Linked DNA regions of Gasterosteus aculeatus: region 2 is linked to region 1. A link is a contact called in public Hi-C data. All regions are on one chromosome and are shown on one strand. The core of a region is the stretch at or near the end of the contact, and the rest is flanking DNA. Distances in the headings are between cores, read along the strand shown.

What was found. Hi-C and Micro-C count contacts between places; a contact is called where the count stands out from the background.
Region 2: a contact with region 1 is called in a Hi-C map of whole body, with 7 times the contacts expected there. The contact joins two enhancer-like sites. A contact is called at or near these places in 6 of 6 Hi-C or Micro-C datasets (blood and trunk muscle, liver, skeletal muscle and 2 more).

Annotation. Positions count from the first base shown.
Region 1 is chr6:7,768,494-7,771,599 of fGasAcu3.hap1.1, forward strand. slx4ip (SLX4 interacting protein) reads left to right here. Exons shown (of 8, transcript XM_078104059.1): 3 at 638-727; 4 at 1,057-1,183. Among protein-coding and RNA genes, the nearest start is that of slx4ip, 8.1 kb to the left of the region's middle. Within about 2 kb of position 1,583, at least 3 of the 9 cell types and tissues checked have open chromatin away from gene starts, as enhancers often do.
Region 2 is chr6:7,878,371-7,881,476 of fGasAcu3.hap1.1, forward strand. LOC120821030 reads left to right here. Exons shown (of 15, transcript XM_040179374.2): 14 at 1,103-1,296; 15 at 2,120-3,035. The coding sequence ends at 2,360. Among protein-coding and RNA genes, the nearest start is that of LOC120821030, 22 kb to the left of the region's middle. Within about 2 kb of position 1,596, at least 2 of the 9 cell types and tissues checked have open chromatin away from gene starts, as enhancers often do.

The DNA.
Region 1 (3,106 bases), core at 333-2,832:
TTACTTCCTTGTCCAGGGAGAGGCGAAGTTCACACGAGACCCACATCCATTTGCGCCCTGCAGCGGGCAGCTTTCGCACTCATGTGTAAACTATAATCAGGCCAGCACGAGAAAGATGTAACGGCAACTTAACCAGCCGCGGCATTTCTGTCCCCCCTGTCCCCTTGTAGCTGATTGTCAATGACACAATGACGCAGCGCTTCAGGAATCCACTCTGCAGCCCTCGACTCAGCTTTCTGCAGCACTCAAAAAGTTGCAGTGCAGAAACAGTGCAGAGTGCTTCAGGGTAGATGTAAAGGGTTTCACTCTGATACAAAGAGGATAACCCTATGGAACATTGGCAGTGTCTATATTGCTAAAGTGTATAGAAAAATAACCATAACGCTGAGCGTGGGGAAATATGAGGAGACCGAGAGGGCCGTACCTTTTTGTGTGGAGATTCCTAAAGAGATAGCTGGACGGTGAAGCGGGAGGGTGGGGGGGGGGCTGCTGTGAGAGGCCTGGGGTGATGTTTGAGGACACGGGGGGGTCATTGTGGTTTGTCTCGCTGTCAATCACCCACACTCTGATTTCCTTTGTTGTCCGTGAGCTCAATGCCCCTCAGCAATCCGTGGTGTCCCTCCCCTTTGTGTTACAGTGTGGGAACTTTGCCGTGCTGGTGGATCTCCACGTTCTGCCCCTGGGCGGCCGGGAGGACGCCGGCTGGTTTCCTGCGGACCACATTCAGGTACAGGCACAGCGGGGAGGGCGTGCGTGTGAAAAAGTGTGTGAGTGGATATATATGGCTTTTGTTCAGCTCAGGGCCTTATCCAAAGTAAGCAGCAGCGTGGAATCCGAAATGACTCTGAGCCCACGGCCTGTCTGTCCCGCGGTTTCCATTGTTGCAAAACGGCTCCAATCGCTCCAACTGGCCAGCAGTCGAGTTGCCTTACTGACCTTTCACTCTAGACTTCAACCGTCCCGTTGTCTGCCCGGCGCTGCTCAAATATCTTTACCCCGTAAAGTCCAAAAACAACAACGATTTGCTGTACTGAAACATCCGCACACTGTCTGCAGGAGGTTGCGGTCCTGGTTCGAGATGCCGTGGACCGGAGGGTGAAGCAGTACACAGAGTCCCTCCACAATGGAAGGCAGCACAAACAGAAGAAGGAGCTGGCACCGGCCGCAGCCTTTTTTGTGAAAGGTGACACACCATCTTGTGACTTTCACGGCAAAGCCCTACAGCCCAGTAGTCTTAAACGCTGCTTATGTTATCATTGATTGTTTTACTGCAAGAGACGTTGCTTCTCTATGTGTTTACTTTTAGGATCAGTTTAATTGTTATATTTCTTTTGATATCACATGTTGCTCATTCCTCTGGAATGAAAGCTTCTTGGTCTTCTGTCTTAGGCGTGTCATCAACTCTTAGATATCTTAAGTCGTGGCTGTGAACTCCCAACTCACCGAGGGCTGAGCACCATGGGAATGGAGTTAAAAAACAGGCTAAAAAGTATTTATTGGCTACCATTTTAAGGAGAGTGTGGGAGGAAAGACAACAGAACTAGTCGGGACACGGTGCGTCTCTACGCCCAGGGTGTGTCCTCGGAGGCATGCGCTGATAGGAATTGTTATATTGTGTTGCACTGTTTAACTTGGCACAAAATATAAGTCCACGTAAATGCCTAATGTTTGTTAACCGTGATGTGATGTTGACACACCTGGGTTTATCCGCACTCGTAGTTAACTGGTTGACACCAAAAACAGTTGCCCCGACACATACATACACACACACACACACAACCAATTACCCAGAGAGAAAAGGCAATAAATAATGCTCTGACCTGAATAGGCCAATTCAATTCACCCCTATTCATACAATGCGAGTGGATTCCCCCAGCCACCCACACACATACCTTTGGAAGGACTGTGAGTCCAGCTTCAGAGAAACCCCCCGCAGCGTGCTGCGAGGCCGACAGCTTTGTCACAGGTAGCAGTTAAGGGCAGTTCAATTGGGCTCACTCAGCAGGGCAGGCCTGCCTGCGCGAGTGGGATTACAGGGCAGTTGGTTCCATAAAGTTCTCTCCTGTGGCTGCAGCTTTGCCTCTCACGCTACTCCCCTCCACTTTGCTCCTCTCAGCCACTAACACAGAGCATTCTTTTTAAATTGGGAGACACACGCTCGTTCACGTTATTACACCTTAATCATTTTCTCGACGCACTTGTAGTCACCGCAAACTGGGCCGCGTGTTGTCCCGATGCACGTCAGAACCTGTGAGAATCAAAGGTTGGCACAGCGCGTCGGGGAGAGATACCCCACCACTGGGTTAGGTGTGAACAGGCCGACGGTGTACGGTTACTGAAAGGCCTGTCTCGTATTGCAGCCGACAGACTGAGGAGAGACAGACGTCTCTAATGATGGAGATCACAGGCCGAGGCTCCACACACCCACACGTTCTCTCCACTTGCTGAACAAGGGGACTATCAGTATTTCAGCAGGGAAATATGCATGTAAAAATGATTAAGCCCCCGCCGGCTGTGCAAGAGAAAAGAAAGTAACCAGTGGAACATGACTCCATGCCATACTGGAGAACTTTCCCCTCTCAAACATGAAAAGGTACTGTGCCTCCAATGGGCCCACACAGTTCATGGGATGCAGTCCTATTAAAAGGTCTTAAGTGAGTGTAATCACATTCTTGGTCTTTTCATTGTCCCATGTGAGGGAGGAGGGCAGAGCAGTAAAGGTGGAGACTGTGACTGTGAGAAGCAAAGCAGGCGGGCAGGAGTCATAAAAAGGGAAGGACAGACTAAAGGCTTATGGAGGGAAGCCCAGCAAACCTCAAGGTAGGTATTAAGTATTGGGGTCGTCTATTCGACAAGCAGGTCAAACGCTAACATGCTAATCCTCACAGGACTCTCAGAGCGTCCAAAGTAGGGTGTTGGAGTGGGAGCTGGTTTTCGGCCCGTATCCGTTTCTGCAGGGGACCTATTTGCATCATGTGCGTCTGTGCAGTATTATATTATTCAAGGGCAGAATATAGGTGGGTATCCTGGACGGAGACCCGTGTGTGTGTGTGTGTGCGCCGAAACACATGCTCATTCACGTTGTTGCTGCACTCAAAGAAAGGTG
Region 2 (3,106 bases), core at 346-2,845, 110 kb after region 1:
TTCAGGGGGAAGGGGGGAGTATGCCAAGAGGCTGGATAAGGGGACATTGGAATTCAGTGGTCAGACTCACAAGTTATTTCTGATCCCTCCAAGCTACTTGTGGTGGTGTGATCTCTTCCCAAGCTAATCATTGCATCTTGGTGGTCTTTTGGCTTTGATGTCGCCTCATTACTATCTTTCGAGGACCCCCATGTAGCATCTGTAATATTTTCCCAGGAAGTAATGTTACAAATTCTTCTCATGGAAATTATAGTGTAATATTTAAGAGGCACAAAATCACGCTATGTCTCCAAGTGTTGAAGATTTGATGACTACTTTGGGTAGCGCTTAAGAAAACAAAATCAAGAGGTTGCAATCTCTGGATTGGAATGGAATGGAATTTTTCATTCCATTTAGAGTAACTTAAAGGACCAGTTCAACAATTTGAAAAATACACAGTTGTGTAGAGTTTGACGAAGGGTGAAAACACAAGGCATCAGCAAGCCCGTTCAAAAGCTAAACATGTGCCTACCTTCACCTTTAACGTAAACATGTTACATACTTTTTGGGCAATCCATACCAATTGAAAATGAGAAGTTGATGTTTTACAGAGGGCTTCATGTCAAGCACTCAGTAATGACAAGCCACAGCGCTCAGCCTAGAAAGAGCCCAACACACACGATGATTCATCGTAAAATCACAACATCAACCTTTTACACGTTTTGTACTAAATGAACAAAAGAGTAAGTCCATGACTACGTTTTCAAATGAGGCACAAATTACACATCATCCGTCTGAATCAACGTCTTTGCAATTGTGACAGCCGATTTATTTACTGTTCCGCCCTTAAAAAATCTCCTGTAGTCAATAAGACATTAGTTATGCTTCACATTTTCCCCTCGCTGTGTGCTCGCTGCACACTAAAGAACTACTGTTTCATGTTAACTTAATCCTCCCCTGACAGCAGAGAAATGAAGAGGTGCACAGTATTTCCCAAAATGCTGAAGTATTTATACGGGATACAATGGAAATACTACTTCTAGTGCCACACTTTTAACCATTGGTATTTAAAGAGTCTGCGTCTTTGAATTTGTGAATGTGTCTTTGCCGTTTCTACATTCAGGAGAAAGTTCAGAGAAAAAGTTTGGCCATTGGTAGCCTGAGCCAGCTGGTGTCCCCGCAGTCTCCTGCCATGCTGCTGGTTGTGCAGGAGAACCGAAACCCCGATGGCCAGTACGGCTTCTCGTGTTGCTACAGGGAAGGCAGCGGACTACTGGTGGTCAAGGTGGAAAACTGCCAACTCTGTGTTGACGACAGGTGATACATACAGAAGAAACAAAGTCATGTATCCAGCTCGCAGAGGCCACCTAGATACTGAGAGCATTCAGGATGCCTCTCATCCCGCCCATTTCTTTCATCGCTCTACTGTTCTGTGCTTGGTAGCTATGGTAACCCATCAGATATTGGTCCCAAAGCAAGAAAACACCGTTATGTAATACTTGGATCCACAAGAGAGTGAAAAGAAGCAGATTAAATAGCTTCATATAATTAAGTAATTACTGCATTACAAGTGCGTGCTTATAAAACACGGTATTCTCAAACCTACATGTATTCACACACACACACGTGCACGCGCACACCCGCACAGTGCAGTGTAGTTGACATTCCTCTTTGAGACGATCCTGCCAAAAGAAATCCGCCTGACAGCTGAAAAAAGTCTTTGAGCTGTAATGCGACTGTTCCCTCATTGTAGCCTAGTGCGCCAATACTCTTTAGACAGCTAATCAACAGATACAAGGTGCTTTACACCTTCTGACTATACACAAAAACAAACAAAGAGACATTTTTACTGAGTCTTCAATATTTAACGCACTGTGACTCGAGAATCATTTGATGTTGTTTAGGATAACACTGTAATGATTTGGTATATTGAAGAGGTTGAGGGAGAATTCCCTTTCAGTACCAACTTAATTTTGTGAAAGAATAGCACATGAGGCTAGACTTTCTTTATTTTTATGATCACTCATTTTTACATTGTTTGCTTGACTCACGTCTCGTTTGCGTGTGTGTGTGTGTGTGTGTGTGCGTGTGTGTGTGTGTGTGTGTGTGTGTGTGTGTGTGTGTGTAATTGAACCTGTAGGCTGGTGGAGGTGAATGGTGTGCCGGTGGTTAACTCTACACAGGAAGAGCTGACCACCATCTTACTGGAGGGACCCAGCGCCAATATTGTTGTCCTTCGCCAGCCCCCGCTCCCCCCCACCTCCGTAGTCCTGCAGCGCATCATCACCTCTGATCCCGAGCAACAGCTCTCTCTTGCCGACTTAGACCGGGGTGTGGTTCCAGTTGAAACAACTCCTCGACGGAAGGTGGTGGCCATCTGATGATACGACAGAGAGAGAAAAAGACCAGCGCAGAGACTTGAGGGTTAATGATATCTGACTGTGGAGCCATGCAGCGAAATGCCCTCTTTTGTTAGTTATTTAACTCTGTGAAAATGTCAATGTGTTGAAATGATAGACGTTTAGTTAGGAACATCCAATAGTAATATAGCTGTGTTGTTATGTGACGTTTTCCTCGACTAAGCCTCAACACATGTACACAGCGTTGTGCTTGGCAGATAGAACAGTTATATTTGATCCATATTGTTGCAATGTATACGGAGAACCATGCCTGTGAAAAAAACTTATTTCCAGAAAAACACATGAAACCGAACCACATTGACTTCTTTCTATTTGCATCTCCTCTTGTGCTACATCATATTTTGTGCCATGAGGGAAAATGAATAGTACAGGAAAGACAAGGAGGCAGAGCCTGATAAGGACAATGCATGCTTCATCTTGTACAACTATAATTGAAAATATGTGAATCCTGTCTATAGTTACTGTAACATATCGTGTAAAGATACATCCAATAGCTTTGTATCCTGTTTCTCTTATTAGAATAGAGACTTGTACGGCTACAACAGTATTCGGAGCAAAAACATGAGTCACGTCCCTTTTTTTGGATGTTGTAATGTAATCCACTGTGCTGCAGGAATAAACCCTTGGGCCCGGAAATGCCTCATTTCTCAGCCTTGTTCTCCCTCGTTAAGTGGCAGTGGATCATAGTCTGACAGAGAGAAAGCACA